2 separate regions of the Sus scrofa genome follow, and region 2 is linked to region 1. A link is a contact called in public HiChIP or PLAC-seq data. All regions are on one chromosome and are shown on one strand. The core of a region is the stretch at or near the end of the contact, and the rest is flanking DNA. Distances in the headings are between cores, read along the strand shown.

The links. HiChIP or PLAC-seq counts read pairs in DNA pulled down with a chosen protein or histone mark.
Region 2: an H3K27ac HiChIP or PLAC-seq map of alveolar macrophages shows a contact between it and region 1, with 4 times the contacts expected there. The contact joins the enhancer-like site here to the promoter of LOC100523310 in region 1. A contact is called at or near these places in 13 of 47 Hi-C or Micro-C datasets (alveolar macrophages, blood, differentiating spermatogonia and 8 more) and 1 of 2 datasets of contacts at active chromatin or transcription factors (alveolar macrophages).

Annotation. Positions count from the first base shown.
Region 1 is chr4:127,174,791-127,179,306 of Sscrofa11.1, forward strand. LOC100523310 (guanylate-binding protein 6) reads left to right here and starts at 2,547. Exons shown (of 11, transcript XM_005663706.3): 1 at 2,547-2,776.
Region 2 is chr4:127,236,192-127,240,707 of Sscrofa11.1, forward strand. LOC102161784 (guanylate-binding protein 6-like) reads left to right here. Exons shown (of 17, transcript XM_005663708.3): 7 at 451-641; 8 at 2,370-2,586; 9 at 3,832-3,959. Among named protein-coding and RNA genes, the nearest start is that of LRRC8B, 100 kb to the left of the region's middle. Within about 2 kb of position 2,395, at least 4 of the 83 cell types and tissues checked have an H3K27ac peak or open chromatin away from gene starts, as enhancers often do.

The DNA.
Region 1 (4,516 bases), core at 1,297-3,796:
CTGGTTGGGTTCTTAACCTGCTGAGCCAGAACCAGAACTCCAGTTTTCCCTATTTTATGTCTCAGTGGGACAGAAGAGAAAGCCCAGACATAAACCCCAGCACCTGTGGTCAACTAATCTCTGACGAAGGAGGCAAGAACATACAGCGGAGGAGAGAGCGTCTCTTCAGTAAGTGGTGCCGGGAAAACTGGACAGCTCCACGGAGAAGAACGAAATTAGAATATCCTCTAACACCATATACACAAGAGTAAACTCAAAATGGATTAAGGACCTAAATGTAAGGCAAGATCCTGTAACACTCCTGGAGGAAGACGTAGGCAGAAGACTCTTCGACGTAAATCACAGCAACATTCCCACCGACAGTGCAGGAGGGTTCCCTTCTCTCCACACCCTCTCTAGCACTTGTTATTTGTAGGCCTCAGTGATATGTGCAGTGACACAGAGGGCAGAAGAATGGCCTCTACATCCAGAATTTCTGTAGGGATTTTCTGAGTCAACTTTTCAGGCATTCAAAATACGTCTCCCTTCACTGTTGGTGGGAATGTAAATTCGGACAACCACTGTGGAAAACAGCGTGGAAGGTCCTCAGAAAACTAAATAAAGAGCTACCATGCGATCCAGCAGTCCCACTCCCGGGCGTATATTCAATCCAAAGGCTTGGACTCAAGGAAGAAAGCAAGGCATTACACGAACGCATGAAGCTGCGCCCTGTGGGGAGTGGACACCTCCTTTGGAGGAGGGCAAGCCTCTCACTCCTGGATTCAGCAGGTGGGATCAGAATGGGCCCTCTCAGGTGTCCAGGTTGGCCTTCATTCTGGGCATCAGGGGCCCCTGATGAGTTATCGTTAGGAATGTGGTCTCTTCTAAAAACTATGGACTGAATTACACACTATGGTTTGGTAGCTCCCCTGCCCCCGCTACTTTAGGGCTGCACCTGCAGCATATGGAGGTTCCCAGGCTAGGGGTCGAATTAGAGCTGCAGCTGCCAGCCTACACTACACCCACAGCAACGCTGGATCTGAGCCGCATCTGCGACCTACACCACAGCTCACGGCAACGCCGGAACCTTGACCCTCCAAGGGACACTTGGTCACATCCTCCCAGCACCCCTCCAAGGGACACTTGTGAAGTGCACTCGAGGAGTTCTTCAGAACATGCATGCTGGGACGTGTAACGGTAACCAGCTCAATAATTCGAATTTTGACTTTTCCACTTTCTCTCTCCTACTCTCCCTTTCCCCCTTCTCCCTTCCTCTGGCTTCCTGCCGTCACTTCTCAGATAACTATGTGCATCCAAGTCTCTTTTTCTGGGAAGGAAAACCCAAGAGGAAACATTCTCTTCATCAGAGCTTATGACCTCACTACTTCTCTCTTCATCTCAATTAACCTTTTTTTTTTTTTCATCTTTTTGCCTTTTTCTAGGGCTGCACCCACAGCATATATGGAGGTTCCCAGGCTAGGGGTGTAATCGGAGCTGTAGCTGCCGGCCCACACTAGAGCCACAGCAACATAAGATCCGAGCCGCGTCTGCAACCTACACCACAGCTCACGGCAACGCCGGATCCTTAACCCACTGAGGGAGGCCAGGGATGGAACCCGCAACCTCATGGTTCCTAGTCGGATTTGTTAACCACTGAGCCACGACGGGAACTCCCATTACAATTAACCTTTAAAAACCTATATTATAGTCAATATTAGGAAACACATAAGAGGCAAAATTAGTATTGCATGATGTGAGATATGGGTGAGTTCAGTCAAGTACTTTTCACAGGAAAATTCCTCTCTTACCAGATAAATTATGATTTTTGAGTTACCACGTGGTGGCAGTGTCTGTTAGCCTTTGTGTCTTAGATTTGGCCTGTGCTTCTTCCCTGGGAAGCTGATGTTGGAGCCTAGAGAATTTGTCTTGCATGTTACAGTTTGGTAGAGTTTATAGATTCTGTATGCTATAGTAGAATTATGTAAATTGTAGTGTCTGTTTCTACCAGTTCTTCTCCACCTTTTCTTTTTTAATTGCTTTTTAGGTCCAACGAGAGGAGAAATTGTTGTATGAGAGACAGGAAAGAACTGTTGCAACTGCAGTCTTTTTTTTTTTTTTTTTTTTTTTTTTTTTTTTTCAGGGCCGCACCTGCTGCATATGGAGGTTCCAAGGCCTGGGGTCCAATCAGAGCCACATCTGTGACCTACACCACAGCCCACAGCAACAATGAATCCTTAGCCCACTGGGTGAGGCCAGGAATCAAACCTGCATCCTCATGGATGCTAGTTAGACTCGTTTCCGCTGAGCCACGACGGGACCTCCAGATTTAAAATTTTAAGAGCTCTTCATGAACAAGGGCATCCAGGGATCCACACTAAGAGAAAAATGCTTGAGATATGCTTGGCTTATACAATTTTGCTAACATTTGTGCCATGATTTTCTCCTTTCCTGTTTGCCAAGGGAACTTGTGCCACCCTAAGCAAACTTACACGTGGGGAGGCCCAAGGAAAGCTGGGGCGTGTGCTCAGAGGTGATGCTGAGCACTGGCCTTTCGCAGCCTCCTCTCACCCTGCGCCATCACCCCCGTTGGTGCTGTGCTCGGTGCTCCTGGCGTGACTCTGCGAAGGCAACAGCAGCACGGATCACTTTCATTTTCACTTTGAAGACAGCTCTTTACTGGGAGAGAGGACGAGCTTGTTCAGTCTTTTTTAGCCTTGACACTGGAGGGAGAGAGAGGTGGAAGGAACAAGTGAGACAGGCCACCGGAACCATTCTTGGACCCTTGGGGGTGGAGCAGGTATGTCCCTCTCTTTCGTGTGCAAACCAAGGTTGATTTCGGACTCAAAGTGACAACCGAGGAAGGACAGGAGTCCTGGTGTCTGGAGGGCAGGGGTCTGAGGCTGGCTTTAATCCAAGGGTGGGGTGGGGGTGGCGGTGGGGGAGGTTCAGCTTCTCTGGACCAGCAGGGGCGGCAAAATGAGGGTCAGGCACCGTGTGTCCTCCTGGCTGTCCTGCTCCTTGGCAGGGTCCTCATGGGAGTTGTCTGCCCTGCTTTCAAGCTCGGCGACTGGCAATAGAATTCAGAGAATAAGACAGTTCCTGCCAAGGAGGTTATAGGACTTATCATGTAAAGAGGTAGTTTCATTTTCATCTTTCTATTAGTCATACTTCCGAAAGCTTCACAGTGAGAGCTTTGTGAATATCTCTGTAGAGACAAATTTGGTCCCCACAGTGCTGAGCTTTATTAGTTAAAAATCACCATCTCTGGAGTTCCCTTGTGGAGCATGGGTTAAGGCTCTGGCGTTGTCACTGAAGTGGCTCGGGTTGCTCCTGCAGAGTGGGTTCGAACCCTGGCTGGGGAACTTCCACCTGTCCCGGGGGGGTGGGGGGCAGCCAGAAAAGATGACAGTCTCATCAAAACACTCTTTCTCTTCCTCTTTCTCTCTCCCCAGCTCCCCGCCCCCCGCCCCAGTTCTCTCTCTCCCCCTCCCTCTTGTATTTGCGGGTTGGTTTTCCATGGTTATATTCTGGTTATTTAGTCATTTTTCGCATTTAGAACATGTATAAGTCTGGATTTAACAATCCCTTTAGATGATTCTTCTGCAGATCAAATTTTGAAAACCAATCCTGAGCAGGACTGAAAAGCTGCATTTTGTGAATTTGAAGCTTAAAATTCTGTGGCTCATTCACAGCTAAGAAATCACGGAGCTGTTTTGCTTCTTTGGGGTGGAGTGTGTCTGTGTCTTTAGGAGCCAAGCGAGCAAAAGGGAAAGGACTCGCTCGGAGAAGAGTGCGCATGCTCGGAGCGAGGGGCACCCCCCAGGGCATGGTGACCCCCCCTTCCGTCTATTTCTAGTCCTGCGAGTGGTGGGCGGTTTTGATTCGGGGTTGAATGGTGGAGGGAGGACAGACCTGGCTGCAGTTGCTCCTCTTGCATCTTCCTGCAGCTTCCTCGTTGTCTCCTTAGAAGGGCTCCGGGGCTCGTGCTTTACCTCTGTGTATTCTGACGCCCCACGCGGAAGAACGAGCCGAAAGGAGCTGGGGCAGGGGCAGTGTTTGACTTGGCTGCTTTCTTTGTGGACCTTGTTTCTTAGTCCCTCGAGGTCTACAGTCTGTGTTGAAAAGCGTCCTGCGACGGACTGACCTGTTCAGTGCAATTCCTGCAGATCAGCCTCCATCTAATTCAACAGACATGTGCTGAAATCCTCTTTTGTGTTGCATGCTGCACTCAGACATAAGCTTATGGTATCTGATCTTATTATCGAAACCTCTTTCATTTTCCCACATTACCTCTGTCATTATCTTTTATAACTTAGGTTTCCATAGATGAAGCGCCTTGTTTAAGGCCACGTGAGGCGTAACTGATAGAGTTGGTATTTTTGGTTGTGGTATTTTTTTTTTTTTTTGATGGTATCAGATACATCTTGAATATCTGACCTATAAATATGAAACTGAATATTTGAGATATGTGAACATAATCTCATGCTTATATATTCTGATTCTGAAACGTGCATAGCAATTATAGGAAACAATATAA
Region 2 (4,516 bases), core at 1,145-3,644, 61 kb after region 1:
ACAACACGCTTCTTGAGCAGAAATGTGAAGAGCTGTAGCACAGGCTGGAAGACTGCGGCTTTCCAAGGGATTAAGGGCCATGGTGCGAGAGGGGCTGAGTGACAGGGGAAGACGTCACGCGGGGGCACAGTGGAAGCCTCCGCTGCCGGTGGGGTGGGTGGGTTCCTGCCGTGCTCTCGGGGACTCTGACACAGGAGGAACGTGTCTGAACAGGGGCAACAGCAGAAAGAAGGGGCTGCCTGTCCTTCTGGGAGTCCTCTGCAGGTCCAGCCTGCCAGTCAGGGCCTTTCCTGGCACGTTCTCAAAACTGCCCTTGTGTGGGGTCACAGGCCAAGTGCGACGTCCATCTGCTTCTTCCAGACCGAGAACGCGGGGGTGTGGGAGATGAGGGGTTGTAGCTCTCAGCGATGACTGATACTTTCTTCCCTCTCTCAAATCTTCCTGGAGCAGGTGACAAAGGAGAGGCGTCGGCTTTTCCCGGGAGAGAAAAAGAGCTTCTTGAGCAACACGCTAAAGCGTTGCAGCAGGATTTGGAAGACCAAGAAGAAGCCTTCCGGAGATTTAGAGCCCAGATGATAGAGGAGATAAGGGAAATAGAGACCGCACAGAGACAAATGGATGAGAGGATTAAGATTCTGGAAGTAAGTCTGGGCTGGGCCTGGGCCGTGACTTTGGAACCGAGCCCTGGGACCTGAAGAAGAGAAGGGTCGAAAGTTAAAGCCAAGTCACAGAAGGAAGCACCATGGTCTTTACTGCTCTTGATGCATTAGAACCGCTGAGAGTTTCACGGCTTAGAGCCAATCACTTGGCTGTTTTCCCTGAGTTTCTGGAGTCCAGGAGGGCCTTGGCACCTCGGGGCATGTGTGCATGTAAATACCTTCCCCAGCTCTTGGGCTGCTGTTTGAGGGATTCCGGAGTGCTCTCACGGGACCCTGAGACAGATCCTGCCAGAGGGAGACTTGGACCCTAGTGACCAGTCTCTAGTCTGTGACTATCTCGGGGCTTTCCACAGTCACCTCATTATCTTAAAAATAGGTGTGGTTGAAAGGAGCATGTTTCAAATAACACCATGCTGTACTTTCACCTCGATCACGCTGGAGCTCTTTCAGACCACAGATCAAAAGGCCAAAAGTCATACGAAAGATATATCCATCACTCTCATCAGCTAGGATTTTAGAAGCCATATGCCGGGAACAGGGACCAAGACCAAATATGTATTTCGTGTTATAAATCTCCATGTCACACACCCATGATGTCTTGTCAGCGGTGTCTACTGGTCAGTCTCCCTGCAGCCTTCCCAGCCAATGCCCCCTGCTTCTCCTTGCTTGCGATCCAAGTGAGGTAAGACAGAGACCAGTCCTTCAGGCAGCCCATGGCATGTCGGAACATTGTAAATGCCCTCTGCTCTGCCCTCTTTAGTCTCAAGAAGGGAACGGGGAACTGCAGCGGTGCCTTAGATGGTCTGTTTTAGATCTTCAGTGGTCATGTCTTGGTCCAGGCGTCTGTGGAGATACGTCTGTGCATTTTTTCTTAAGCAATACCCACTAGTTCCTTCTACCTGACCTCGAGTTTTGCCACTACCATGTGGGTCCATGTGAGGTGAAACAGAGACCTGAAGACGTAGCCCCCACATAGGTGAGAACTTTCTAAGCAAGATCTGCTCTGTTCCCTCTGGACCAAGGGAAGGAATTGGGAATTCCCACTTCCCCGGACAAGGCCGTACGTACAACACTGGGGAGTGTGTGTGGGCCGAGAGCAAACAAAACCACCACAGAGTTTCCTACCATTCGAATGAGGCCATTTCTTCTTAGAGAATTTGCTTGATTGCTTTATACTTTTGTCTGTTTTACAGGAATATAATGGAGGCATTCTAGCCAATACTTTGATTGCTTTTAATGTCTCCTTTGGGAAATAAGAGCTTAGAGCTTACTAGTCTGCCATTTGTTGGCCAACTGGATTTTTAATCCTTTCTCTGTGACTTATTAACCCAGCCTTTGTGAGACCCTTTTATCTTCTCTGAAAGGGGGTATATTGATGTCTCAGTTTCAGGTTTTTGTACGTATCAATTTAGCTGGGTTTGCTAAGATGTGTCGTAGGGCTTAGCACATTGTAGGCCCTCTGTGCTGGGTAACAACAACTCGGATCTTGCTGCGGTCGAAGTACATCTATGGAGAGTGATAACACCTGGTGTGCCATCATCAGCATCCTCGGAGGGTTGAGGAAACGAAGGAGGAAACACCCTGCAGCACATTCGTTCTGGGTTACGTTTTGTCCCCTGGAAAGCACAGAAGGCTTGCCCGGTCCTAAGGTGAAGCATGCTTTGCACAACTCTCAGTTAGCGAATGACTCTGTGATCTTATTTCTACCAGGAAATCCTTCTAGGTTACCAGGTTGCCATGGCATCTGCCCTCAACATGACGGACCCCATCTGTCTGATAGAAAACAACAATGAGCTGCTGTCAGTGAACCAGGAAGCTCTAGAGATACTTGAGAAGATTTCTCAGCCCGTGGTGGTGGTGGCCATTGTAGGACTGTATCGCACAGGCAAATCCTACCTGATGAACCGTCTGGCGGGACGGAACCATGGTGAGGGTTATACTGGGTCAGGGGCCAGGTGCTTTCGCCCAGGTGATACCTCAGCTTCTTAGTTTTCTTCCCTGGTCATGTGGAGGGAGAACCAAATTCCTCTCAATAAGCCAAACTTCCACTTCTAATTCTCACCACGAAATCACTATTTTAATGTAATGTGTTACCATGGTCTTTGTTTTATTCCCATGAAGCAAAATCACCCCTACTAATGCAAAAACTCCTACCTTCTACCAGCTTAAGCAATTGCAGGCTCTTAGAAATGTATCTTCTTTCTCTCAAAATATATTTTGGTTTTTTATGGAATATTCTCATGAATATATAGAGATGTTTCAGTATATATCACCTTAAAAATACTTCCTGAATTTCATATCTAATTGTGGCTAATACCTCTCCTCCCCCACCTTTAAAAAAAATTTTTATGGCCACACCCATAGCATATGGAAGTTACTGGGCCAGGGATTAAATCCAAGCCACAGCTGCAACCTGTGCCACAGCTGAGGCAACACCAGTTCCTTAACTTGCTCTGGGCCAGGGGTCAAACTCACACCTTCTCAGTGAACCAAGCTGCTGCAGTCAGATTTGTAGGCCACTGCTTGACAGTGTCTTTCCCCTTTTTAAACATTAGTTTTGCCCGGCAAACTATATAATCTCAATTGTTTTCTAATTTTTCCCTTCCCATGTCTTTGTGGCTTTAAAATTCACCATTATTTCAAAATACTCTTGTGGGTTTCCATCGTGGCTCAGGGGTTAACAAATCTGACTAGGAACCATGAGGCTGAGGGTTTGATCCCTGGCCTTGCTCAGTGGGTTAAGGATCTGGTGTGGCCATGAGCTCTGGTGCAGGTCACAGATATGGCTCAGATCCCACGTTGCTGTGGCTCTGGTGTAGGCCAGCGGATACAGCTCCAATTGGACTCCTAGCCTGGGAACCTCCAGGTGCCATGGGAGTGGCCCTCGATAAGGCAAAAAGACAAAAAAAAAAAAAAAATACTCTTGTTACCATTATCAGTGACCTCTGTTATGTCTGATTCATGGATGCCACTCTGTCCCCACGTGGAGTGCTTGCTTGGCCTCATCCTTCTTGAAACAGAAGTCACACAAAGCAGGACACTCTTGAAGAAACAGAGAAAGCACCATCCTGTCTGCTGAGTGCTTACGCTCCAGTACGTCTGACTTAGTAGCCCCTCGGCTGCTTAGATTTTCTGCCATCACTGAATGTCGCTTTCTCCACCCCCCTGGCAGGTTTCCGTGTGGGGTCCACAGTGCAGTCTGAAACCAAGGGCATCTGGATGTGGTGTGTGCCCCACCCCTCCAAGCCAGACCGCACCCTGGTCCTTCTGGACACCGAGGGCCTGGGCGATGTGGAGAAGGTAAGGCAGAAAGTCACGGAGAAATACTTTTTATTCTGGGTTCTCTCCCTATCCCTTCATGAACCTAGAAATTTAACTGCCATGATCTATTTGTAAAATGTAAACCAACCGTGGTAAATGAAGTGAACTGTGGTTTGGTTGAATAATTCCTAGGGAGAAATCACGCCATAGGAGGTAAAACCTTTTCTTGCTTGGCACTGTGTGCGTGACTTGTTTCATTCCATAAACAGCTACTGAACAGCAGAGTTCCAGGCCTTGGGGCTTAGAACTGCAGAGATCAGGGATGGACATACAGGTCCTGCCCTCAGAGAGTCTTTATTCCCACTGACAAGACCACACAATCGGATTTCATAGAGGGTGTCTGGGAGAGAAGCCGGCTGGATGGAGGGAGAGGTGGCACTGCCTTGCCGTCCTCAGCTTCCCCTCGCTCCCATGGGCGCTCTGGGCTGGAATGGCCCTTTGGAGGAATTCTGCCTTGGGACAAGGGTGTTGACCCCCGATGGAGAAGCTGCTTTGGGAGCCTTTAATGGAGAGGGCGGGCATCTGAAGGCCCTTCC